7 separate regions of the Mus musculus genome follow, and regions 1, 2, 3, 4, 5 and 7 are each linked to region 6. The links are chromatin contacts, called in public promoter capture Hi-C maps. All regions are on one chromosome and are shown on one strand. Each heading gives the region's core, a stretch centred on a gene start, on an enhancer-like site or on the middle of the called end of the contact. The rest is flanking DNA. Distances are from core to core; before and after follow the strand shown. Region 1 holds the start of Entpd1 (ectonucleoside triphosphate diphosphohydrolase 1). Region 2 holds the start of Nkx2-3 (NK2 homeobox 3). Region 3 holds the start of Pdlim1 (PDZ and LIM domain 1 (elfin)). Region 4 holds the start of Cyp2c23 (cytochrome P450, family 2, subfamily c, polypeptide 23). Region 5 holds the start of Erlin1 (ER lipid raft associated 1). Region 6 holds the start of Pi4k2a (phosphatidylinositol 4-kinase type 2 alpha). Region 7 holds the start of Abcc2 (ATP-binding cassette, sub-family C (CFTR/MRP), member 2).

What was found. Promoter capture Hi-C pulls out the DNA fragments that hold promoters and counts their contacts. Capture Hi-C pulls out chosen DNA fragments and counts their contacts.
Region 1: a promoter capture Hi-C map of pre-B cells shows a contact between it and region 6, with 3 times the contacts expected there. The contact joins the promoter of Entpd1 here to the promoter of Pi4k2a in region 6. A contact is called at or near these places in 1 of 39 promoter capture datasets (pre-B cells), 1 of 115 datasets of contacts at active chromatin or transcription factors (large pre-B cells) and 1 of 9 other capture datasets (liver).
Region 2: a contact with region 6 is called in a promoter capture Hi-C map of liver, with 2.0 times the contacts expected there. The contact joins the promoter of Nkx2-3 here to the promoter of Pi4k2a in region 6. A contact is called at or near these places in 4 of 39 promoter capture datasets (hematopoietic stem and progenitor cells, liver and stem cell-derived epiblast-like cells), 1 of 484 Hi-C or Micro-C datasets (embryonic stem cells) and 1 of 115 datasets of contacts at active chromatin or transcription factors (pancreatic cancer cells).
Region 3: a contact with region 6 is called in a promoter capture Hi-C map of pre-B cells, with 2.7 times the contacts expected there. The contact joins the promoter of Pdlim1 here to the promoter of Pi4k2a in region 6. A contact is called at or near these places in 1 of 39 promoter capture datasets (pre-B cells) and 1 of 115 datasets of contacts at active chromatin or transcription factors (pancreatic cancer cells).
Region 4: a promoter capture Hi-C map of liver shows a contact between it and region 6, with 3 times the contacts expected there. The contact joins the promoter of Cyp2c23 here to the promoter of Pi4k2a in region 6. A contact is called at or near these places in 1 of 39 promoter capture datasets (liver) and 1 of 9 other capture datasets (liver).
Region 5: a contact with region 6 is called in a promoter capture Hi-C map of adipose tissue, with 2.3 times the contacts expected there. The contact joins the promoter of Erlin1 here to the promoter of Pi4k2a in region 6. A contact is called at or near these places in 3 of 39 promoter capture datasets (embryonic stem cells, hippocampal neurons and pre-B cells), 1 of 115 datasets of contacts at active chromatin or transcription factors (astrocytes) and 1 of 9 other capture datasets (adipose tissue).
Region 7: a promoter capture Hi-C map of liver shows a contact between it and region 6, with 4 times the contacts expected there. The contact joins the promoter of Abcc2 here to the promoter of Pi4k2a in region 6. A contact is called at or near these places in 6 of 39 promoter capture datasets (the C10 cell line, frontonasal cranial neural crest, hippocampal neurons and 2 more).

Annotation. Positions count from the first base shown.
Region 1 is chr19:40,658,434-40,661,448 of GRCm38.p6, forward strand. Entpd1 (ectonucleoside triphosphate diphosphohydrolase 1) reads left to right here and starts at 1,337. Exons shown (of 10, transcript NM_009848.4): 1 at 1,337-1,467. The coding sequence starts at 1,452.
Region 2 is chr19:43,610,381-43,613,598 of GRCm38.p6, forward strand. It overlaps Nkx2-3 (NK2 homeobox 3), which reads left to right and starts at 1,945. Exons shown (of 2, transcript NM_008699.2): 1 at 1,945-2,469. The coding sequence starts at 2,121. Gm20467 (a long non-coding RNA gene) reads right to left here and starts at 1,676. Exons shown (of 4, transcript XR_001782682.2): 1 at 1,422-1,676; 2 at 722-810; 3 at 22-530.
Region 3 is chr19:40,269,999-40,273,269 of GRCm38.p6, forward strand. Pdlim1 (PDZ and LIM domain 1 (elfin)) reads right to left here and starts at 1,618. Exons shown (of 7, transcript NM_016861.4): 1 at 1,348-1,618. The coding sequence starts at 1,443. Gm41845 (a long non-coding RNA gene) reads left to right here and starts at 1,568. Exons shown (of 3, transcript XR_877853.2): 1 at 1,568-1,782.
Region 4 is chr19:44,027,801-44,031,020 of GRCm38.p6, forward strand. Cyp2c23 (cytochrome P450, family 2, subfamily c, polypeptide 23) reads right to left here and starts at 1,447. Exons shown (of 9, transcript NM_001001446.3): 1 at 1,208-1,447. The coding sequence starts at 1,387.
Region 5 is chr19:44,068,494-44,071,745 of GRCm38.p6, forward strand. It overlaps Erlin1 (ER lipid raft associated 1), which reads right to left and starts at 1,292. Exons shown (of 12, transcript NM_001164360.1): 1 at 1,198-1,292; 2 at 779-902. The coding sequence starts at 891.
Region 6 is chr19:42,088,984-42,092,019 of GRCm38.p6, forward strand. It overlaps Pi4k2a (phosphatidylinositol 4-kinase type 2 alpha), which reads left to right and starts at 1,452. Exons shown (of 9, transcript NM_145501.2): 1 at 1,452-1,953. The coding sequence starts at 1,519.
Region 7 is chr19:43,780,718-43,783,698 of GRCm38.p6, forward strand. Abcc2 (ATP-binding cassette, sub-family C (CFTR/MRP), member 2) reads left to right here and starts at 1,591. Exons shown (of 32, transcript NM_013806.2): 1 at 1,591-1,716. The coding sequence starts at 1,687.

The sequences.
Region 1 (3,015 bases), core at 87-2,586, 1.4 Mb before region 6:
CAGGCACTGCATTGTGCAAGGGAGCAGACATCTAAACTGAAAACTGAGCCCCGCCCCTTTACAAATACACGAAAGTGTAGCAGAGAACACATTTCCTTCAAAGCAACCTTAAGTGGTCACTAAATAAATGATTTGGGGAAGAACTATGTCTAACGGTAAAATTAGCTCCAGACACGAATTCTCTGCTATAAAGGAAATACAGAAAAACAAACAAACAAATAACGACAAAACCTCCATGAACTAGGAATCAGAAGGCTGGATCTATAGTCGGGCAATGTGGCTGGCTGTTCATTCATGAACTCACTTGGGGTTTACTGAGTACTGTGTGTGAGCACTGTGGAAGAATCTGTCGTTGGAAGTGAGGTGGTAAACAGGAGGGGTCGTCTCCATGCCTTGTAGCATGCAAATAGGGGCAGGTGGCTTCGTTTTTCTTGCTGTCATCTTGGGTTGATGGGACTCCGCAGGTCTCTTTCAAACCTCACAACTAAGATTACAAGCAGCTTTTTAAGGAGAAGCTGTCCAAGTGGCTTTGGGATCTGAGGACTTACACCGTCCTCCCTGAGGGCCAGCCCACACTTCAGACCTCTTCATTTCAAAACAAGTTCACACTTCACCTGCATTTGGGTCACCTTACGGAAGCCTGGGCGTGGCTACCCCTGTACCTAGGGCTTTGGAGGTAGGAAGTCAAAGCTGGAGAAAAGTGGATGACGTTTGTCATTTCACAGCTGGCAAGAGGTACCCAGTGAGCAATTTGCTCAGTGGTCCCATAAGGCTTTCCGGACAACTGTGTGGCTTTGCCTGCAGCTTCCCCCAGTGCCTGCATTCTTCTCCAATGAGACTGAGGAGTGATTGCTCATCAGGGACTGGGAAGGGGTCAGCTCTATGTGGTAGGAAGAGCAGCTCTTCCTCTCACAGGTGTTGAGTCTCAAGGCTACCAACATTATAGTTGCAAGGCTTGGAGCTTTTTCCTCTTTTTTCTTTCTCTTTTCTTTTCTTTTCTTCTTTTTTTTTTTTTTTTTTTTTTTTGGTAGTAGTAGAAATGTCTTTTTCAAGGGATAAAAGTAGATTTTCTGTAACAGAGGGGGTGAGAGATCTATAACGGAGGAAAAGAGGAAGGAAGGGGAAGGAGAGAGTGAGTTTTGAACACATACTACGTCAAGCCTAGAAAAAAGAAATTACAACCCGGTGAGCTTTCGAGTAACTAGGGGAAATGAGCTGGCCGGCTCCTCTCCCAATCTGTATTTCTAGTCAATGAAAAAGACATCGGGCTTGAGGTTCCTTCCGAAACCGGGCTGGCTAATTTAGCCCCTCCCACAAGCCCTAGGGTCTGTTATATCTCTGAACCGTGAGTACCTCTCTCGCAGAAAGCCACCACAGCAAGCAGAGACAGCAAAAACAAAAAACACCCAAGACAGACGAGGGAAGAGGAAGGAAACAAAAAGCTGCCCCTTATGGAAGATATAAAGGGTAAGACCAGAACTGATTTGATCCAAACCCTTCAGGGGGAAAAAAAAAGCCCAGACCCAAAGAGAGTACTTGAAAGAACCAAAGGCAAAGAGCCTGAATGAACTCTCCCTGTCTCCTGAGCGAGGCAGAAAAAGCTTTGGGAAACAGACAGAGCTCAGGGTTGTAGTGCCCTGGAGTAGGCTGAAGTCGATGAATATTCATAATTAATTGGTATGCAGATGTGGTTTTTTTAAGCGGCAAGTGACTGTTTTTCCAGTCCTCTGTACCTAAAGAGGCAGCTGCTTCATCTACGGTCTGGAGTCATCTAGTGTCGGTTTGGGTCCCTGGCTTGCAGATGTTGGGTTCTGCGTGTAGATTTGTTTTGTTCGAATTTCCTGCTGGGACATTAGCAAAGACTCTCGCTCCTTCTCTGCTGGGAGTTGGACAGGCAAGTTAATGTGGCAAGAGGCTGTCACAACAGGACCCCAGAGTGCGTGTTGTAAAAATGCTGTAAGCTGTGTGGGGGAGTGTGCTTGTCCCTGAGAGGGAGAAAGGGGTGGAGGGAAGAAAGGAAGAGTTCTCTTAAAAGAGCAGGTCAGATCGAACTGACCATGTTAGATTTTTGCCTACGAAACTGCAAGGGCAGACTGGTTTGCACAAATGGTGTGCAGTCTCTGCCTTTTACCTCTTTTGGGCATTTTCTGCCAGGACCGAGAGCTAGCTGCTTGCCAGTCCTTGGGAGCCAGGAACAAAGGGGGAATGTAGGGTCGCGAACCTACTTCATCGCACCGCCAGCTTCTCACAGGCTCACAGATTTCTATCACGTAGGATGCAGAGGGACTAGAGAACTAGCAAACAGATTTCTTCCCACGTAGAGCAGACCAAAGCTGTGTGGGCTTCCTAAGGTTTTATTTACTGTGTGCTGGGACCTGTGCTCCTTTCCCCATACGTGCCGCTCAGCTTCCCTCTCATCAGCCATATAAGGTAAGTGTTGTCCCTATCACCTCCACTTCCTGGAGGATTCAGTGCTGGAACTAAGAGCAGAACTCACCTTGGGATCCTGTAATTAGGAAGTGGCAACTGTAGACGCAGGCAAGGCTACTTAGGAAGACGGAAGCTTGGACCACTGGATGCTAGACTTGTGGGTCTCTGAAGCTCGTGGGGAGGAGATGAAATCTAGTCTATGCAGGAACTTGTATTTTTTCGTGAAGTCTACACCACCAATCTCAGTTGGTGTTAATGGTCATTCCTTCTGGGAGAGAGGCAGACATTGTTATTCTGTATGGTCTTTTACGAAAGAGAGGGTCTGAGGCTTGGAGGGGTTAGAGCCTATGAATCAAACGTCTGTCTAGGTGTCAAAAAGTCTTACATCTAACTAGAGTTCTTCTACTTCTGGTTTCTCTTCTGAACATGTGTCCCCACCCCCCAGCTAGTACTCACCAAGCTACTTTCAGTTCCCCAGGGACCTGGTCTTTCCTCCTGCTCAGTCAGCAGCAAGGCACTTTCCTCCATCTTGGAGGCCTAGCTCACCTTTTTTTCTTCTTTATCCTGGAGTCAGCCCACCTCTGT
Region 2 (3,218 bases), core at 695-3,194, 1.5 Mb after region 6:
CCTGCAGCGCGGCGCACTCACCCCACCTCTGGATGTTTGAGCTTCGGATCCACAGCAAAACCAGGCACACTCTTCCTTCCCTTGGTGGGCTGGCGGGCCCTTTGTAGAGACCACGGCCTCTGCCCGCAGCGTCTAGTTTCAAGTCTTAGAGCAAAAAGGCTCCTGCGACCAAGGAATGGTTTCAAGGAGCCGGGGCCTAACCACAGATGATCTTTCCCCATCTCCCCCAGAGCACGTGGAGGGAGCCTCGTACCAGCCTCCCGGGTGGCCCCACGAGCTGCCTCCCCGCTGTATTTCCGCTCCCCCCCCAAGAGCCCCGCCTCTCTCTCCTCCCAACCCGCAGTTCTTTCTTTCCAGGACCAAGGGCATCAACTCCTCTCGCTGCCGCCTCGGGGTTCCGCAAGGCCGCTCTCCACGTAATCCGCATTCATGCCCTGTCTACAAGTTTCCTAGGGCGTCGTCCTCGGTCACCGCGCCGCCATCCGGCGAACCCTTCTAGTTGAGGCCGGTCTCTCCCAAACTGTGAGGTTCTACGGGGGCGGGGGGGGGGGGAGGGAGGGAGAGAGAGAGAGAGAGAGAGAGAGAGAGAGAGAGAGAGAGAGAATAAATAAAAGCAAGGGCGGCCTACTGAGGAACCCTACGTTGAAAGCGGAACTAGTTTGGTTTTCCAAGGCCTGCTGCCCACACCTTTTGCTCTTAATCTCACAATAGTGCCCCTTACCACTCAGGGGCTAGGTATGTAGGCGGGTGGATACCAGAAGGTGGTCTCCATCAGGCAGTTTTCTGAATCTGAGGCTGCATTTAGTCTCCCTGCAGAACACAACCACGGTTTCAGAAAGAGAGAAATAAGGCGTTTCAGAAAGTTGAGGCCTAGGCTCGGGCTCCCGATTCCCTTCAGAAGGCTGCCTGAGCTGCAGCCACAGCGGGGGTCCCCTCCCTTCTGAGACCAGAGCCACCCAGTGTGTGCAGTGGAACACCAGCCCGGTCAGAATCAATGCAGGCAACAAACACTGCTCTGACCTCCCACAAAGAACAAGGGTAGTTACAAGTATTGAGCTCTTTGCTTTAAGTAGACAACTGTGCTATGCTTCCGGCCTGGTTATCCTTTAAAAAACAAAAACAAAAAAACTCCAACAATAACCCTAGAAGAGGCAATTCGGCTCCTTTATATTGACCAGGAAACTGAGAACGTCCAAAACCAAATACTGACTCAGGCCAGGCTTCGAAGCATAGAGCCTCTGCACACTAACAGAACTCGGTCGTCTTGTCTTCTACAGACCTGCTCTCTGAAGCCACTTCGAGGGCTGCAAGGGCAAGTACGGTCTGGACCCTGCCCTCAGGGACTCACAATCTAAAGTGACAATCGAGCGGACACTAAGTACAGCTTTGGCACTAGATGGGAGAGTGACAAGTGACATTACTGAGCAAGTTCCGAGGAAGAGGACCTCTAGGTGAGGTGATCTGGCGGAGTTTCCTTGGAGGTATTTAAGCTTTTCCTCGGAGAACAGCTTTCCACTGTGGAAATGAGGGTGGGAAAGGCACTCCAGGTGGCGAGGACAGCTAGAGCAAAGGTGAGGTGGAATTTGACACGTCGCTCATATTTCCACAGATACAACACTCCTCTCCTTAGAAATCCGCAGTCTGGCCTCTCAGAACTGCCCCTGGTCGGGAAGGTGCAGCCAGGTGGAGCGGGAATCGGTGATTCGGACACCCGGTTTTTTGCAGCTTTTCCCACCGCGACTTGGATCTCAGGACCCTATTCTAGTCCCTGTCTATTTCTGGTAGCGCAGCAACATCCCACTGGGTGGACGCAGAGGGCGTGGCCCACATACACAAGAACCAATTGGGAAGGAGGCCAGGATGCCGACCCCGCCCCTTGACGTGACGCAGGGCCCCCGGACAGAGGCTTCACAGCCCCGGCCCCAGTCCTTGCAGTGGCTGTAACAAAACCCAGACCCCCAGGTCCCGGCCAATGGAGGGGATTTAGACTGGACCGCGTCTGTCAAAAGCTCGACTCCGCACCACCGCGGAGTCCAGAAGAAGAGCTGGAGCCACCGCACTCCCTCCCCGCCCCCGCCGGGATTTATTGAGTATTTGGACTGGACAATTAAGTGGCCCTGATGATGTTACCAAGCCCGGTCACCTCCACCCCTTTCTCAGTCAAAGACATTTTGAATCTGGAGCAGCAGCGGCACTTCCACGGAGCTCACTTGCAGGCGGAATTGGAGCAGCACTTCCACTCGGCACCCTGCATGCTGGCCACGGCTGAAGGGACGCAGTTTTCCGATGCAGGGGAGGAGGACGAGGAAGAAGAGGGAGAGAAACTGTCCTATTTGAACTCACTAGCTGCTGCCGAGGGCCATGGAGATTCGGGTCTCTGTCCTCAGAGCTATGTCCATACAGTTCTCCGAGACGCTTGCAGCGGGCCCAAGGAACAAGAAGAGGAGGTTGTGAGCGAACGGAGCCAAAGTGAGTAGAGGGGGAAGGAAACGCGTCCGCACACCTGGGGCAATGGCTCAGCGCCTATAAACCCACAAACCGTGCCTGCATGGCCACCCGCCCCTTTCACATTCGGCTAGGGTCATGCCTATGCCAGGTTCAAGGACAGCTCTGCAAAGCACAGGTACCTGAGATGGTGCTGGGGCGGGGATAAAAGAGAAAGAGAGAACAGCTCTTGCCCGGAGCAGGGACCCGGAGCAGTCCCCGAGGGAAGGAAAAGTGATTATTGCAATCCTGGTTCCTTGAGTAATGAGTGACGGGGGCCCAGAGCCTGGGTCGTAACTTGTCCGTTGTGTGTGTGTTCTCTCGCACACCCATCTTCTCAAAAAAAAAGGGGGGGGTCAGTTTTCTGCCATTTTTCTGTCTTTCTTCTAACGTGAGGTGAATTCAGCGAGGCCAGGGCAGTCACCCCGGCTGTCCCGAAAAGGCAGTGCAAGAATGTTGTGTTTGGGCCATCCTTTCGGGCAAGACTTTGAGAGACACCAGCTTACTTCGGAGCTTGCAGTTCTTACGTTCGAACTGCAAGGAGGAGAGGTGGTGGCCAATGTGTGGGAGCTCGATCCATATCAGATGACGGCAGCAAGTCACACCCAGGAGGTGAAGGCCTCTGAAAAAAAATATCGTAATGCTCGCTTTGTTTCTTATACTGCAGGCGGAGTGGAATGGTTAAAGTTCCTGAATTAGTTCTGAGTGGGATTCTGGCCATTCAGCAGATCAGA
Region 3 (3,271 bases), core at 368-2,867, 1.8 Mb before region 6:
GCTGCCTGCTCATTTGGAGTCGGCTGGTCAAAGAGCCCCTTTCTAGGCCAGGCCCACCTGTAAGAAAGCCTGAGTGACAGCCACTGTGGTTGTCAGAAAAGCCAAGAGGTGGCTGGATGATTCCACAACTTCCACCTAAGTCCTTCAGCTGCTGGAGGCATAGCCATAAGTCAAAAGGACCCACTGGGATCTTTCACTTCCATTTCCATCCCAGAATCCCTCTGAGATTTAAAAAAAAAAAAAAAAAAAAAAAAAAGACACATTTACAAGACTGGAGGAGCAAGTTTAAGGTTAGCTTCAGCAGACAAGTGTACAAAAGAATGGAATGTGGTCCCTCTAGGTCAGGCATCCCTGAGGTTTTTCTATCTCCTTAATTAAAAGATATTTAGTAACACCCCCGGGGCCCAGCGGAGTCACGCGCGCGCGCGCGCGCGCGCACACACGCACACACACACACACACACCTATATGAAAGGACTAAAAATCTAAAGTATTGACTCTCAGTGGGACATATTCCTTGTGTTTGGCCCAAATCACATAGCCAAAGTGTGGACTTCCAAATACCGAGCCTGAGTCTAACAGGGGGTTGCATTTCAATTACGGGCCACGGGTCTAGCAGTCTGCGATTGAGCCACCCGCCCTCCCACAGATAAGACCCAACCAAGAAGTTTTCAATCATCACCACCACACACCGTTAGTGCGCTTCCCCAAAAGGAAATGGCCTTATCGCGAATAACCTGGAGGGCAGAAAGGTGATCTAACCACCTTAGACAGGGAGAGACTACGGAGGTTTATCTGGGGTTATTTCCCAACTCCAGTGTTTCCTGTGAAAGGCTTTACAGAACCGAGAGCCAGCCACGGGTCATATCCGAAGAGTGTAAAATTGTTGTTTCGGTTGTTAGCTGAACGAATCCCATTCGCCTTCCAGGGAACTTTTCTGTACTCCATTCACCTTCCAGGACTTTCTATTGCTTCCGATTAGCTCTCCCCAACTCTTTCACTGTGAAGAGCAAGGAGTGTTAACTCTTGGCGCACAGGGTCTGCGGAGCCCCAGGTCTCCACGCCCAGGCACAAAGCTTGTCTGCTTGCCGCGCCGCGCCACGCTTCCGGGGCGCAGAAAGAAAACTGTCTTTGGCCTTGACTCAGCGCGCACCGAGCCCGCTTGCCCCGGAGCGCGGCGGTTGGGACGGGGTGGCAGATGGCACAGAGCGCTCGGCGAATGGCGCACCTGGATGCGCCCCACCGCGATCCCCTCGGAGCTCCAGTCACCCCGACCTCCATAGGGACGCAGCGCGCCGCCACCCTACGAAACCACCCCGTTCCCACGCGCGTCCCAAGACGCTCTTACCCGGGAAATGGCGAGAGGTTGTTCGAAGTCCTTGCCGCCCACGAGGCGGAAACCCCAGGGACCCGGGCCCTGGAGAACAATCTGCTGGGTGGTCATCGCTAGGCACAATCGGAAGGGACAGACAGGCAAGGCACAGAACTGCACGGCGCGCGGGGCTCCCGGAGCAGCTGTCGGAGAAAGAGCGCGCGGCGGGAGTTGGGAGATCCTGGGACGGGCGGGGTCGCGAGCGAGGGCGGGGACAGATCCGCCCCGGCCGCGTCGCTGCAGCCCCGCCCGGCCCGCGCCTCCACTCCCAGCGGGCCCGCAGGACCTCGCCAGACTCTAATCCGGGAGTTAGGCTCTTCAACTCCGCCCAGCAGCCCCGAACCTCCGCCCGCACCTCCTCCCGCCCTACCCACAGCCTTCTTGCTGCTCCCAACCCGGCATGAAAGCTAGGTGAGACCTAAGCCTTGTCCCCACCTACAGCAGACCTTACAAACCCACGCGTTGTGCTTTGCAAAAAGTCGAAAAGGATTGAGCGAGGTCAGAGCGGTTTACACTTTTGGAAACCGCAGAGCCGTTTAAGAGGCGCTTTCAAGTGATCTCACCTGACGCAATTAGGCGCTTTATCTCTAGTCCCATTTTAGAGATAAAGTCATTGAGGCTGCCCGAGATTATAAAGCACCCCTAAGGCTACGCAACAACTCGGGGTTGCTACTGAATCATTTTCCAGGCTCCTTGGGCCACCCTGGAAGCTTTCCAATGCTAATGGGACTATAACGGTTGGGGGGGGGGGTAGTCAGGGGGTTATAATTAGGCTCTACGAAGTTCCTAGAAACCTTTCCTCCTGGCTGGAGTTGAAATTGAAGGTAGGTGAATTCTGACGTTCCCAACAATTCCATCATGAAGTCCGGGGTGGACCAATGCCGGGAAAGCGGTGAATGGAAATTCCAGGGTTCAAAGCTCCCTATCAGTTTCTTCTGTGAGCTGCCCCCAAAATAAGTTCTCAAAACAGATTAAACCACAACTCATGCTGTCCACTGATGCTTCTTCACCCTGAGTAAAAATCCAACCCTTTAAATGCCTCTAAGGCCACTCCAAGAACGACTTGAATCTGCTGTAATCTGTCTCCAACTTTGACCACACTGGCCTCCTACTCAGAGCTTTGCCATCACGTGTATCCTTCCCCCAGATAACTCAAGGGTTTCTTGCAGATACCATCTTCTGGTTAAGGCCATTTCTGAGAGCCATTTAAACATCCCCTCTAGACCCCCTTTAACTTCCACTGCCTTAATTCTCTGCCCATCCCTGTGTAGTCTATAGTTTACTTATTAGTTTGTCCTACCCACATTCCTAAGCGCTAGTTTCAAGACCTGACGGGTTTTTATCTTGCAAACAGCTCACTGCGGTGTTCCCCGCCTAGAATAATCTCATGATGGATGTAATACATTAGCCAACCTTAGGACCACTGACCCCCTCGTGGTTTTCCTGGTTCCCATTCATTCGGGAAGCTGGACACAGGTTGAATGGATTTGTGAAAAGTGCAGCTCCTCGCGACCCCCCGCGGTCCTGGCCAATCTTTTGCGGGTCTCTGCACAGATTTACATATGAAAGGATCATCTTGTCCCTCACCCAACACAAAGGCCTGTGACGGCCAATGAATTGCTCATTTTTAGAAATCAAGGTCATTCCTGTTTTCTAGAACTTTTAAAACCCCTTCTTGGGCTGGAGAGATGGCTCAGCGGGTAAGAGCACTGACTGCCTATTCCAAAGGTCACGAGTTCAAATCCCAGCAACCACATGGTGGCTCACAACCATCTGGAATGGGACCTGATGTGTGTCTGAAGAGAGCAATGGTGTACTCAGATACATCAAATAAATAAATAAATAAATAAATAAACCTTTTATAAAAAGGATTGGGGCCATAACTCAGTCACTAAGGTGT
Region 4 (3,220 bases), core at 197-2,696, 1.9 Mb after region 6:
AAATATGCTTTCTTGTTTTGGTTTTTTTTTTTTGTTTTTTTTTTTTGTTTTTTTGTTTGTTTTTTGTTTGTTTTCAAGACAGGGTTTCTCTGGTAGCCCTGGCTGTCCTGGAACTCACTCTGTAGACCAGGCTGGCCTCGAACTCAGAAATCCACCTGCCTCTGCCACCCGAGTGCTGGGACTAAAGGCGTGCACCACCACGCCCGGCAAAATATGCTTGTCAAGGAGGGGATTGTCTGCTGTTTGCTTTAATAGTCTCAGGATCAGAGAGACATCTTGTCAGAAAATATGGACTAATTTGTTCATCTAATAAATTATTTAGTTCAAAGATTTATAATCAGAGAAATTTTTATACAGTTTCTCCATCTTGAAGACTGTGTTTTCACACAGTGAACTTACAGAGATATTACCACTCCCACTATAGCAGGAGCAGCCGAGCTGTGCTGTTACAGGAGAGTGTAGGGAGGGGAGAGGTCCTCCTTAGAAGGAGAATCACAGTTTCCCACAGATAATTTAGTATAAAACACTAATGTATACTTTTACGTTTGTGGAGCTTGCTTTTTGGTGATATATATTAATGGAACCAGCCTTTCATTTAAAATACTTTCTGGCCAGGCAGTGGTGGTGCACGCTTTTAATCCCGGCACTTTGGAGGCAGAAGCAGGCAGATTTCTACAGTTCAAGGCCAGCCTGGTCTACAGAGTGAGTTCCAGGACAGCCAGGGCTATAAAGAGAAACTCTGTCTCGAAAAAAACAAAAGACAAACAAAAGAACAAAACAAAAAACAAACAAAAAAACCACCCCCCCCAAAAAAAACCAAACCAAACCAAACCAAACCAAACCAAACCAAACCAAACCAAACCAAACCAAAACAAAACAAAACAAAACAAAACAAAAAAACCCAAAAACCCTACAAACGTTCTGATCCCAGAAACTTCTTATTTAGGAGCCAAACTAACATCTCCGAGTAGGCCGAGGCCTCTCACTATTTGCTCTGAAGTGATCCGGCTCTCGAAGGATAAGAATTATTTACATTTCTGCAATACCAAAAAGGGCACCCCAAAGAGCCTACAATATAAACAGATCTAAGCAGGCAGTGGGATAGCCAGTACCCCATGTGGTCTGAGCAGGACCAAGAGATGAGTGCCTACCTAACCTGGAAGCAACCCCCCCCCCCCCCCCCCCCCCGAGGACGAGAGCCCCTTACCTTGGAAAGCGATGCAGGGATGTCTTTGAGGTCCAATTGCAGTATATTCCCAATAATGGGAAGTGGAGTGGGGCCAGGGGGCAGTCTCCCCCCAGTGCGCATTTTTGTCCACACTGAAAGGAGGCTGAGGGACATCACCAAAACCAGGAGAGCAAGCGTAGGGAGACCCAGCAGCTCCATGTCAGCCCCGGGATGTTAACTGAAGCTGCCTGTTGTGAGCAAAGCTTAAGCCCCAATAATCGGTAGGTGGGCGTTCCCTGCCTGGGCAAAGGCTGCTCAGAGTTTTGGACTTGGGGAAAAAAAAACAAAAAAAACCCAAAAAAACAGAATGGGGTTGAGTTTGTTTGCTGGAGCCTGAGATCAAGAGGGCTGCTGCTTTTCCTTGTACTCAGAAATCCATAATTTTCTTCTTTTTTTCTGTATGTATATGATGTATGTGCACATGCTCACAGACGCATGCGCACATTATTATGTAGGTCAAAGGACAATCTTGGATGTTGGTTCTCGCTCCCCACCTTGAGATACATTCTTTATTGTTTGCCTTTGTATTGCTAAGCAATCTGGCAGTCAAACTTGTGATTCTTCTGCCCCCCACCTCCCATCTTGTCACCCGAGCACCAGGATCACAGATGCACACCACCACACCCAGCTTTATATAGATGTGGGGATTCGAACTCAGGTCACGCTTGTGCAGGGAATGCTTCCGCCTTGAGTCATCTCCCTAGCTCTTGTATTTTCTCGCTACTGTCCGACCTTCTCAGCCCTGCGAGCTCACTACATACAAAGCTGTGCTTGGTATTTCATAGGTTTCTAAGACCATTGAAATAATTACATTTACAGACTAGAAATAAGAAGCTAGGTTGCGTGCTCTGAGATGGTTTAGGAGAGTTTTCCTTGGAGAACCAGGTCTCTCATCAGTTCAACCTTTTGTGTCCATCAACAAGTAATTGAACGAAACATGGTATATGGCGTCCATCCTTAAGAAAGGATGGAATTCTGACATGCACTACAAGGTAGAGGAAGCGTGAAAACTCTATGCCAGGTGAAAGAGCAAGATACAAGATTCCACTCATATGGGGTATCTCGAATGGGCAAATTAATATACTCAGGGAGTGGATAAGAGAGGTTGGGAGGAGGGGGGAGGGGAGGCTATTGTATCACAGGTACAGAGTTTCTGTTTGAGAAGTTGGAAAGCTTCTGAAAACATTGATAACATTAGCGGTCATACACAGCACAGTGCGTGTATCTAATGCCACTGGGTTAAACACGGCAAAGTGGCTTTCATCCTTTAGATGAGGTTTTGCTATGTGGACCTGGCTGTTTGAACTTGCAGTGATTCTCCTGCCTTAGACTCCTGAACACTGAGACCACACCCAGGTCCATGCCATCACACCAGGCTAAAATGGTAAAATTTATGCTCTGGTAAATTTTACAACACTATATAAAAAAAGTGTCGATGGTTAAGAAGTTATCTTGTTTTTATTTGTATCTAAAGTGATCAATCTCTGTTGAGGTCAGGTTGGCCTTGAACTCACCCTCAATTGTAGAGTCTGGAGCATTGAGATTATAAGAATGTATCACCCTATGCTTAGTTCTTTAAAATAATAAACCTTCTGGTTGTTTTTTGAGTGGGTGGTCAAATTTACTGATTAAAAAAAAATCTAAAAATAACTGTAGAAATAAAAGGTAAGTGTGTGTAGCACTAGAATTCTTAGTTGAATGGCTTCATCTTGGCTTGTGGTCACCTCAGCGCCTGTTCTATATTGCCCACAGTAGGTTGTCAGTCATTTCCAGATCTGTATTGCCCACAGTAGGTTGTCATTTCCAGTTCTGTATTGCCCACAGCAGGTTGTCACTTGCTTTCAGTTGACAAGCTTATCTTGGCTTTGTGTTTTATTGTGACAGGTGAATCCATGAGTGCTAAGGCAGCTTTAAAGCCATCTAATCTATCAAGCCCTGACTATAACCTGGGATAGCTTGGTTTCCAAATCCTCTGTCTAGTCTCTGGAGGAA
Region 5 (3,252 bases), core at 42-2,541, 2.0 Mb after region 6:
GAACTCCATCTGTTAAGACATACCACCAAAAGTATGTATTTTCTAGGATTCTGGACTGATCTAAAAGTAGAAATACCAGTTTAGGGGGCATGATGGAAATATTCAAAAATCTGCTTGTTTCAGAATAAACCACTATCCCAAGTTGTCCACAAACTGGCTTCTCTTCCCAGCTTATACCACGAGGACCTGGTGGGAAGTTAGACTTGATTTATGCCAAATCAGGTGGATGGCAACTGAGTCCACACTCTTTTTCACCTTGACTTGAAAAAAAAAAAGTGAGAAAAGTGGCCTGCAAATGTGGTTTTTGTCTCTTGGCCTTTAGGGATATATGACATTGCTCTGGTCATGAAGACTTTGGGGGACATAACCAGACAATGGGAGATTTTTTAATGAAGAAGAAAAAACCCAACTTAGTGTTGGGGAGAACTGTCTTTATGTAAGACAGAGATCCGGAAAAAATCCACAGCGGCAAACTAAACACCTGTGCAGTTGTGCGGACTATGAGAAGTCATCTCGGTTGCAGTGACTACTTCCGTGCCCCCTAAGGTGTCTTCAATTCTGTACAGAACGAACTTGGCACTAAACTGCCCCGACAACGGAAAAGTGCCCCGCCAAAGGTTAACTCCCGGCAGCTGGGATGAAACCACTTCCCAGGCAGGGCTGGAAGCAGCTCCCCTGACGCCGCGGAAAAGAGCAACTTCCCAGACTTCGCTGTGACCCATTGGACCCTTCCACTGTGCTTCTAGAACCATCGCGGGCTGCACAGGGCGGCGCTCACCTGTAGTACACGGCCAAGTGTCCCTCTTCGATCTTGTGGATGGAGGCGTACAGGAGGATCGCCACCAACCCCACCACTGCAGCCACCAGAAGCCGGGCTTGAGTCATATTCATCCTTGTTCCTCCTGAGCATGGGGAGAAGAGGAACCTCAGTCCGTTGAGTGACAGGCCAGTCCCCACCCAGGGAAGAGCCCGCGTACGGTCGCGGGCGGCTGAGGCGGGAAGCCCCGCGCTCCGGCCCCGGGCTCTCTCTCTCTCTCTCTCAGCTAAGCGCTCCCCTCGCCAACCCCCTGCGCGGGTGCCCCCGGCTCGGCGTACGTCGTGACACCTCTTCCCCGACTCCCCAAGCGTTAGGTCCCGACTGAGGGCGGCCTTGATCGCAGGCACTCGGAGGACCGCGACCCCCGAGCCTCGCCTCACCGGTCAGTGACGCATCGCCCCCGCCCGCACGTGCAGCCGCCACCCGGCCCCGCCAACTGCTGCCAACAGCCGGCCCCGCCCACCTGCCCGGTACTGCGGCTGCGCGGGGACGCAGGCGACGCAGCCCCCGCCCGCGACTCGCGAGACGGTGCGCGGGCGGGACAAAATTGGCCCCGGGTGCGCGCACAGTGTAGTGATTCTAAGTGCCCAGACGAGGACCAAGTCTCCTGGGGTGGGTCACTCGGACAGACGCTGGTTGAGGCATGCTAGTGCACAGGACCAGCCCCTCAGTGTAGGAGTTGTTCCTGCATCCTTTTGTGGTTCGTCCCTAGTCCAACTGGCAAGCACATTCTCCAGGTACACACCCTGCACTAGGGAAACTACCAGACCAGTCTCAAGGAATCAGGGGTTCGAGTTCAGAAGAGGAAGCTATTCAACCAGAATTAACCATTCAGACTTGGCCTGAATATTTATTTTGTGCCAGAATGCTACACCAGAGTGCTTTCTGAAAGCCACCCAGAAACAGGATCAGAATGATATATGTATGTTGAATGTGGAGGTCGGGATTGTCTTGTAGGCCAAAATGAGTAGTGAACGCTTGAGTTTTCATGACGGCGATAAGGTTGAAAGGAGTTGTATGGCAAGATAGGCTAGAACCAGATTTACAAAGTCTAGGATCCATTTTTCTGCTGATAGAGAAAATGTATGACAAGAAGACAGTGACTTCATTTATGGCTGTTAGGCCTGCATGCATGTCAGTCACTATCTGTGTGCCTGGTGCCCTCAGCAGTCACAAGAGGGCATTGAATCCCGTGGAACCAGAGTTAAAGGCTGTTGTGAACTGCCACATCGGTGCTGGGAATCGACCTTTTTTTTTTTTCACTGTATTTTAACATTCTATACCACGTGGACCTGGTGAGATAGCTCAGTGGGTAGAGGAGTTTGTGAACTCCTGAGGACTTCATTTTCACCCTAGACCTCACACAGAAGTGAAAAGCAGAGAACTGACTCCACAAGTTGTCCTCTGATCTCCACACATAAAGGTCCATGCCCCACACCACACACCAACACACACAATAATTAATAATCATAAAAGGTTTAGGGAATAAACCCACACCATGTGCATGTATTACAAAACAAAAACTAAAAGGAAAGGGTAGAGTTTAGAGATATAGGGACACATGGGAAATAAGGGCATTCTATTTCACTAAGGGCAGAGACAACTAGAAAAGGTTAACAAGGTTGGAAGGATTACCAAACTCCTGTGCAGGAAAATACCAGAAAGCAGTGCTTTTGGGGCATTGTATCTGTAACTGGCTGAGAGTGAAGACAGACAGGAAACTGGGAAACGGATATACAACAGCAAATACAAGGTTATGTATGATGCTAGTAACAAAGAGAATGACAGGCAAGAGAATCAATTCAGGCCTTTGTAAGAGCAAATCTAGCCACACCCCTTCAATACATGCACTAACCTGTATCGTGCATTTGATTTTTATTACCACGGAATGTATGGGACCTTGTTTGTTGCAGACCAATATTACAGTTTAGCTATTTTCATCTCCTCTGGTCCCCTTTGTTGGTATTCTGTCTAAGCTCCACTCTTACAGTTCCTGGCAGCAGCCACATATGCTCCCCCACCACCCCCCAGTTACCTGGCAACAGCCAGGTAGGCGTGGCCCCATAAAAGGGGCTGCTTGGCTCCTCCTCTCACTCTTAAGCTCTTGCCTCTCTTACCTCTTGCCTCCTTGTTTCCCATCCCGTTCCCCTGCCCCCCTCCAGGTGGCCATGGCCTGTCCCTACTTCTCTACTCTCTGCCATTCTCTGCCTCTACTACCCTCTTAACTCCCCTCCCCGTGCCCTAAATAAACTCTATTCTATACTATATTGGTGTGTGTCTGGTCCCTCAGGGGGAGGGGATGCCTTGGCAATGGGCCCGCTGAGGCACCCCCTTCCCCAACATTGTGCCAGAACATATTCTTATAGCTCTTTCTCTTTTTATGATCACAACACCCTTCCCCTGCCAAAAAAAAGCAGGTCGTGGAAGCACATGCC
Region 6 (3,036 bases), core at 202-2,701:
CATTTTCTCTATTCTTCTGAATCTGTCTGTTTCTCTCTCTCTCTCTCTCTCTCTCTCTCTCTCTCTTCTCTCTCTCTCTCTCTCTCTCTCTCTGTCACTCTCTCTTCTGTGCCTGTCCGTGTGAAGGTACCTGAAAAGGCTTAAAGGAGGGTGTCAGATTCCCTAGAGCAAGGCTTAGAGGTTTTTGTGGCCCACCTGATATGAGTGCTGGGAACTGGTTCCGGTTCCGGTTCCGGTTCCGGTTCCGGTGTAAGAGCAGCAAGTGCCTTAGCTGTTCCTCCATGCCTGCAGCCTCTGTTCTGTCTCTAGGTTTAGAGTGGATGCGCTCTACATTGCACTCCTGCAAGCTCTGCCCTCTGAAGCTTCCGGATGTCACGTGCCCTCTGCTGGCTCACTAGGCCTTTAGTGTTTAGCTCTGCTTTTCCTCAGCCAAGCAGGGTGTCCTAAATAGGCTTTAGCCTTCTTCCTCCTTCACTTTGGCAATGCTCCCTGTGCATGGTATGCCTTTTCTTCCCTTCTCCCCTTGCAATTCAGCTACTTCCTTTAGCAGCTGGCTCTTGGTACAGACCCTGTATACGGCCTTTTCTCACGTTCTCAAGTCTATGAACTATTGCGAACTTTCAGCTAATATTGTTAGCTTTATATCTGTCTCCGGTGGTGCTTATACAGAGTGAGGACAAAGCTTCTTCCTTTTATTAATGAAAACGAGGACCAACTGTGTCTAGACATTCAGGTGAATAAAGTCACGGACTAATTTATTCTCAAGGGACCAAAGCTTTCCTCAATGATCAGATTTACATAGTATATGAGCAAAGCATACTATGTAAACTGCATGAAGACTGACATTTATTATTTACTTTTGGTTTTTCGAGACAGGGTTTCTCTGTGTAATCTTGGCCGTCCTGGAACTCACTATGGCCGCAAACTCAAAGAAACAGATCTACCTGCCTCTGACTTCCAAGTGCAAGGTTTAAAGGTTTAAAGGCATCCGCCCGGCTGAGGTACTAGGATTTTTTTTTTTTAACTTATTGCGATAGCACAAGTGACCTATGTCATTGTTGTCGTTTCAATTCTTTGTCCATAGCTGGTGCTTAGTGACACAAAAATGACATTTTGCAGTTTCACAGTCAGCTCAGCGTAGCCAGTCAATAAGTTAGCAAGGAAGCAGCTATCGGAAAAGCTTCCGAAGATCTGTCTGCCAATTGGAAGCTGGGGCGGGCTAAGGGCAGAGGGCGTACCTAACCCGGGTTTGTCTCGAGCATGCGCGGTCTCCACAGAAGGTGACGCGAAAGCTAAGGAGGCCGCGATTGCGTAGGCGCAGGTTCTGATTGGCCACTACACAAGCGCGAGGGGCCGTGCCTACGCGTCGCCAAGTAAACAGGACAGGCTAGGGGCGGAGCTACGGAGGCGCGGCTCCCTGGTTGGCCAAGCGGGAGGTGGGGGAGTGCCGCGGATTGGTCACGGCCGCGAGCTCGCTGGTGTGGAGCGCGCCGGGTCCCCGAGCCGGCGGCCTGAGGGATGGACGAGACGAGCCCGCTAGTGTCCCCCGAGCGGGCCCAACCCCCGGAGTACACCTTCCCGTCGGGCTCCGGAGCTCACTTTCCGCAAGTACCGGGGGGCGCGGTCCGCGTGGCGGCGGCGGCCGGCTCCGGCCCGTCACCGCCGTGCTCGCCCGGCCACGACCGGGAGCGGCAGCCCCTGCTGGACCGGGCCCGGGGCGCGGCGGCGCAGGGCCAGACCCACACGGTGGCGGTGCAGGCCCAGGCCCTGGCCGCCCAAGCGGCCGTGGCGGCGCACGCCGTTCAGACCCACCGCGAGCGGAACGACTTCCCGGAGGACCCCGAGTTCGAGGTGGTGGTGCGGCAGGCCGAGGTTGCCATCGAGTGCAGCATCTATCCCGAGCGCATCTACCAGGGCTCCAGTGGAAGCTACTTCGTCAAGGACTCTCAGGGGGTGAGCGCGGGGGTGCGGGCGCAGCGGGGGCGGCGCCCTGGGACCGGGGAAAGGGGGAATCGAAAGGGTGCAGAAAAGAAACTTCAGCGCCAGCCCCCGGCGAGATTGGGGATGCTTCTGGGGACTGGAAGTGGAGAAACCTCGCGGGATGAAGAAATCAATCAGAACCTTTTTGCAGGGGAAGGCGTGAGCGAAAAGAGAAAAGAGGAAATTGACCAGATACGGGGCAGAAAAGTCCTGACCCAAGCTGCTTTCCAGTCGGTCCCTTAGCTTCAAACTACTGGGACAAGTAGCTAGTCATTGCCTCCAGATTCAGGGTTTTAGACCTATTCTCTTTCACCTTTTATTTATTTATTTTAGTTTGGCCCAAAGCTGTGTGTCGACCCATCACGGACTCAGAGGATTTAATTCCCTCTTGTGTTGTGGGGCTGTCTTTGTAGGGATCCCAGGTTTCTTATTAGCAGTCATTGGTGACAGCGTGGGTGGATTCGTCAGTGTCATCTGTCCTGATTATTGCTCACTTCTGGGAAAAGGTTCATATCGTTGCTTATGGTTCCTCAGTGTCAGAGTGTGGAGCTTTAAAAACACGAAACTGTCTCCTGCCCTTTAATTTTTCCTTCAGTTCTATATTAGCAGTTTACTTAGCTAGGGCAGTTTTGCTGACCTTAATTCTGTCGCCTGCTTTTGTACTGGGGGGGTGTGGAAGCAGGATAATGTGGGGCATGAGGTGACTGAGGCAGCGAAGAAGTGACCTTTATCCATTTGAGACTTCATAAGAATTTAAAACTTTGGACACAGATCAGACCAGAGCTATTAGAGGATTAGTAGGTCAAGATATGTCAGCTCTTTCTTGTTGATGTTGTCAGATGTGCCAAATGGTTCATTTTAAAAATTTACTATTTTTATATGTATTAAAATTATGGGTGTTAAAGTTGTATCAAAATTCCCTCCCTTCCCTCTCCATATATCGCCCCCCCCCCCCCCACACACACACCGTTTCTCTCTGTAGCCCTAGTTGTCTCTGGAATTCACTCTGTAGACCTGGCTGGCCTTGATCAGCCTGCCTGTACCTTCCCAGTGCTG
Region 7 (2,981 bases), core at 341-2,840, 1.7 Mb after region 6:
AATGCCTCTGGGGAGTACCACTGGTTTTTTTCTGGCTTAGGACTGTGACAAATGTAGCAAATCCCTCAGTTTAGAAAAATAAATATGTTTCTATTTTTTTATGTTATATTTCGCTAGCAGAAAGTGAAAATGTGATGCGCTGAATATCTTCAGATCTCCTTTTAATTAGAACATCCTGAGTGAAGACATGCCTGCTGACATGGCAAACATCACAGACTGAAGGATTATGTTTTTTTGCAACTGGTTTTGCAATCAACACAAACACAAGTTTAATTCTGAAGCTGAATAGCAAAACTCATTTATAATGTCTTATTTGAATAAACAAGAATATAAGTCAGGTGTGGTGGTGCTCAGAAGACACAGGCAGGCAGATCTCCGTGAGTTCCAGCCCAGCCTGACCTACAAAATGAGTTCCAGGGTTCCACATTGAGATTGTGTCCCCAAAAGAAAACAAAACAAAACCAAAAAAAAAAAAAAAACCCAAGATAAGTAAAGAATATATGAATTGTTTCTATTACCAACAAAACAGCATGTCTTAACTGGAGGGAGAGAGGCTATGCGCAATTGGCATAAAATTTCAGTTTTGCAAGATAAAAAGTTCTAGAAATTGGTTAACAATATAAGTCCACTTAGCACTGCTGAATTATATACTTAGAACTCATCAAGATGATATATTTTATGTTATGCACCTTTAAATGCTACTACACAAATAATACTTGATAATTATGGAAAAACAAAGATACAATAGAAAATAAAAAGAGCCAGGCGGTGGTGGCACACGCCTTTCCCAGCACTCGGGAGGCAGAGGCAGGCAGATTTCTGAGTTCGAGGCCAGCCTGGTCTACAGAGTGAGTTCCAGGACAGCCAGGGCTATACAGAGAAACCCTGTCTTGAAAAAAACAAACAAACAAACAAACAAACAAACAAAAAGCAACAACCAAAAAAAAAAACCCTACCTAATCCTGCCAATAAGACTAACATTTTATTGCTCAAATTATGTTCATTGATCCACAATGCTTTCGCTCTTTGATATAACTTGACTTTTTCAAACAAAGTTTATATTACTTTAAACCGTGTTTTATGTTTATCATAAGTTCTTAATCAAAAAACTCAGAGGAGCCAGGCATGGTGATGCATGCCTTTAATCCCAGGACTTGGGTGGATATCTGTGAGTTTGAGGCCACCATGGTCTATAGAGTGAGATCCAGGACAGCGAGTGCCACACAGAGAAACCTGGTCTCAAACCAGACAAAACAACAATCAGAGGTATGGGTATTTAACATCTCTGTGAACTCTTAACCGAGTTCAAACTGAAGTAAAACCCCACATGCAGGGATGCATAGGTTGTGTACTGGACTTCCGACCTGCCAACTGCATTAATGTCTCTGATTGGTTCTTTCTAGATTTGGTCACACTACAGGGGCAGGGCTTTGGAGAAGTGATAAGCCTCCCAGTATCTGGTGATTCCCAGTCACATGTCTGCTCACTGGGATGACATAGCATTCATCTAGCAAAGTTAACTATTAAGTTGTCAGGATGAAAGGTCAGGAGACTTGCCTTTAATTGGGCAGTGAGGATGGGAAAAGCACATTGCTCCTTAACATCTGCTTCCCTTGAGGCAGATGGTAAAGAAGAAACAAGACAATCATAGAAAGTCATCGTAACAGAAGTGCCCTGGAAATCACGATGGACGAATTCTGCAACTCTACTTTTTGGGTGAGAAATTACATTGATTCTCATGGTTTCCTCTTCTCAAACTCAGGCAAGCATGGCTATCGGTATGAACCGGTAAATTTAGAGGTTTATTTGGCCTAAAGTTCTGTTTTTTAAGAAAAAGAAATTTTAATTTAGCCACATGATTATAACACGTGGGAAAGGCATTCCTTTTTTTTTTTTTTTTTCTTTAGCATTTTCTTAGTGCACTGCAGATGATTTTCTCGGACTAGCTGCAGAAGAGCCTCTTATCAGAGAAATAAAGAAAAATGCACTTTCTTCAGTCCTAGGAAGGGAATTGTTGTAGGGTAGGAGGAAAAGAGAAGGCAAATGTCTGAGCTTTTGGGTGATGTACTGATGTAATTAGTGAAATTCCATAATGTTGAGAGGAGCAGGGAAGACATTAGATAGTCCTTAATGTGTTAGGAAGAACTTAAGCCCCCAAGCCTTCATGGCCAAGACATGAAAACTATTAAAAGGTAGCTAATCATCTCTTGAGAATCCCCTTTGAAGGTCAGGTATGGTGGGCATGATGGCACACACCTTTAATCCCAACACTTGGGAGACAGAAGCAGACAGGTCCCTGTGTGTTTAAGACCAACTTGGTCTACCAGGCAAATTCTAGGACAACCAAGGCTGTTACACACACAGAGAGAGAGAGAGAGAGAGAGAGAGAGAGAGAGAGAGAGAGAAGAGAGAAGAGAGAGAGAGAGAGGAGAGAGAAGAAGAAGAAGAAGAAGAAGAAGAAGAAGAAGAAGAAGAAGAAGAAGAAGAAGAAGAAGAAGAAGAAGAAACAGAGACAAACAGAGACAAACAGAGACAGAGAGGGAGACAGACACAGAGAGAGACAGACAGACAGAGACACAGAGACAGAAACAGAGAGGGACAGAGACAAAGAGACAAACAGAGAGGGAGAGAGAGACAGACAGAGACACAGAGAGACAAAGAGAGAGACAGAGACATACAGAGATAGAGACAGAGAGATACAGACAGAGAGACACACACAGAGAGAAAATTTCTTTTTAGAATTCTACAAATCATCTTGTCTGATACTTTGACCTTTCCTTTAGAGCACCAGTACCCACAGATCTGTTTAAAAGTATCTATGGAAAAAGAAAATCTACCTTTGTCTGATCCTGATACAGGAACTGCTACGTCCACACAACTCCGTCTCCAAGGACTCTTTATTACATGAAACTCTTGTTTAAAACATGTTTTTTGCCCAACAGTGCATTGTTATCTTGACACTGAAATGTACCAGGTCCTCT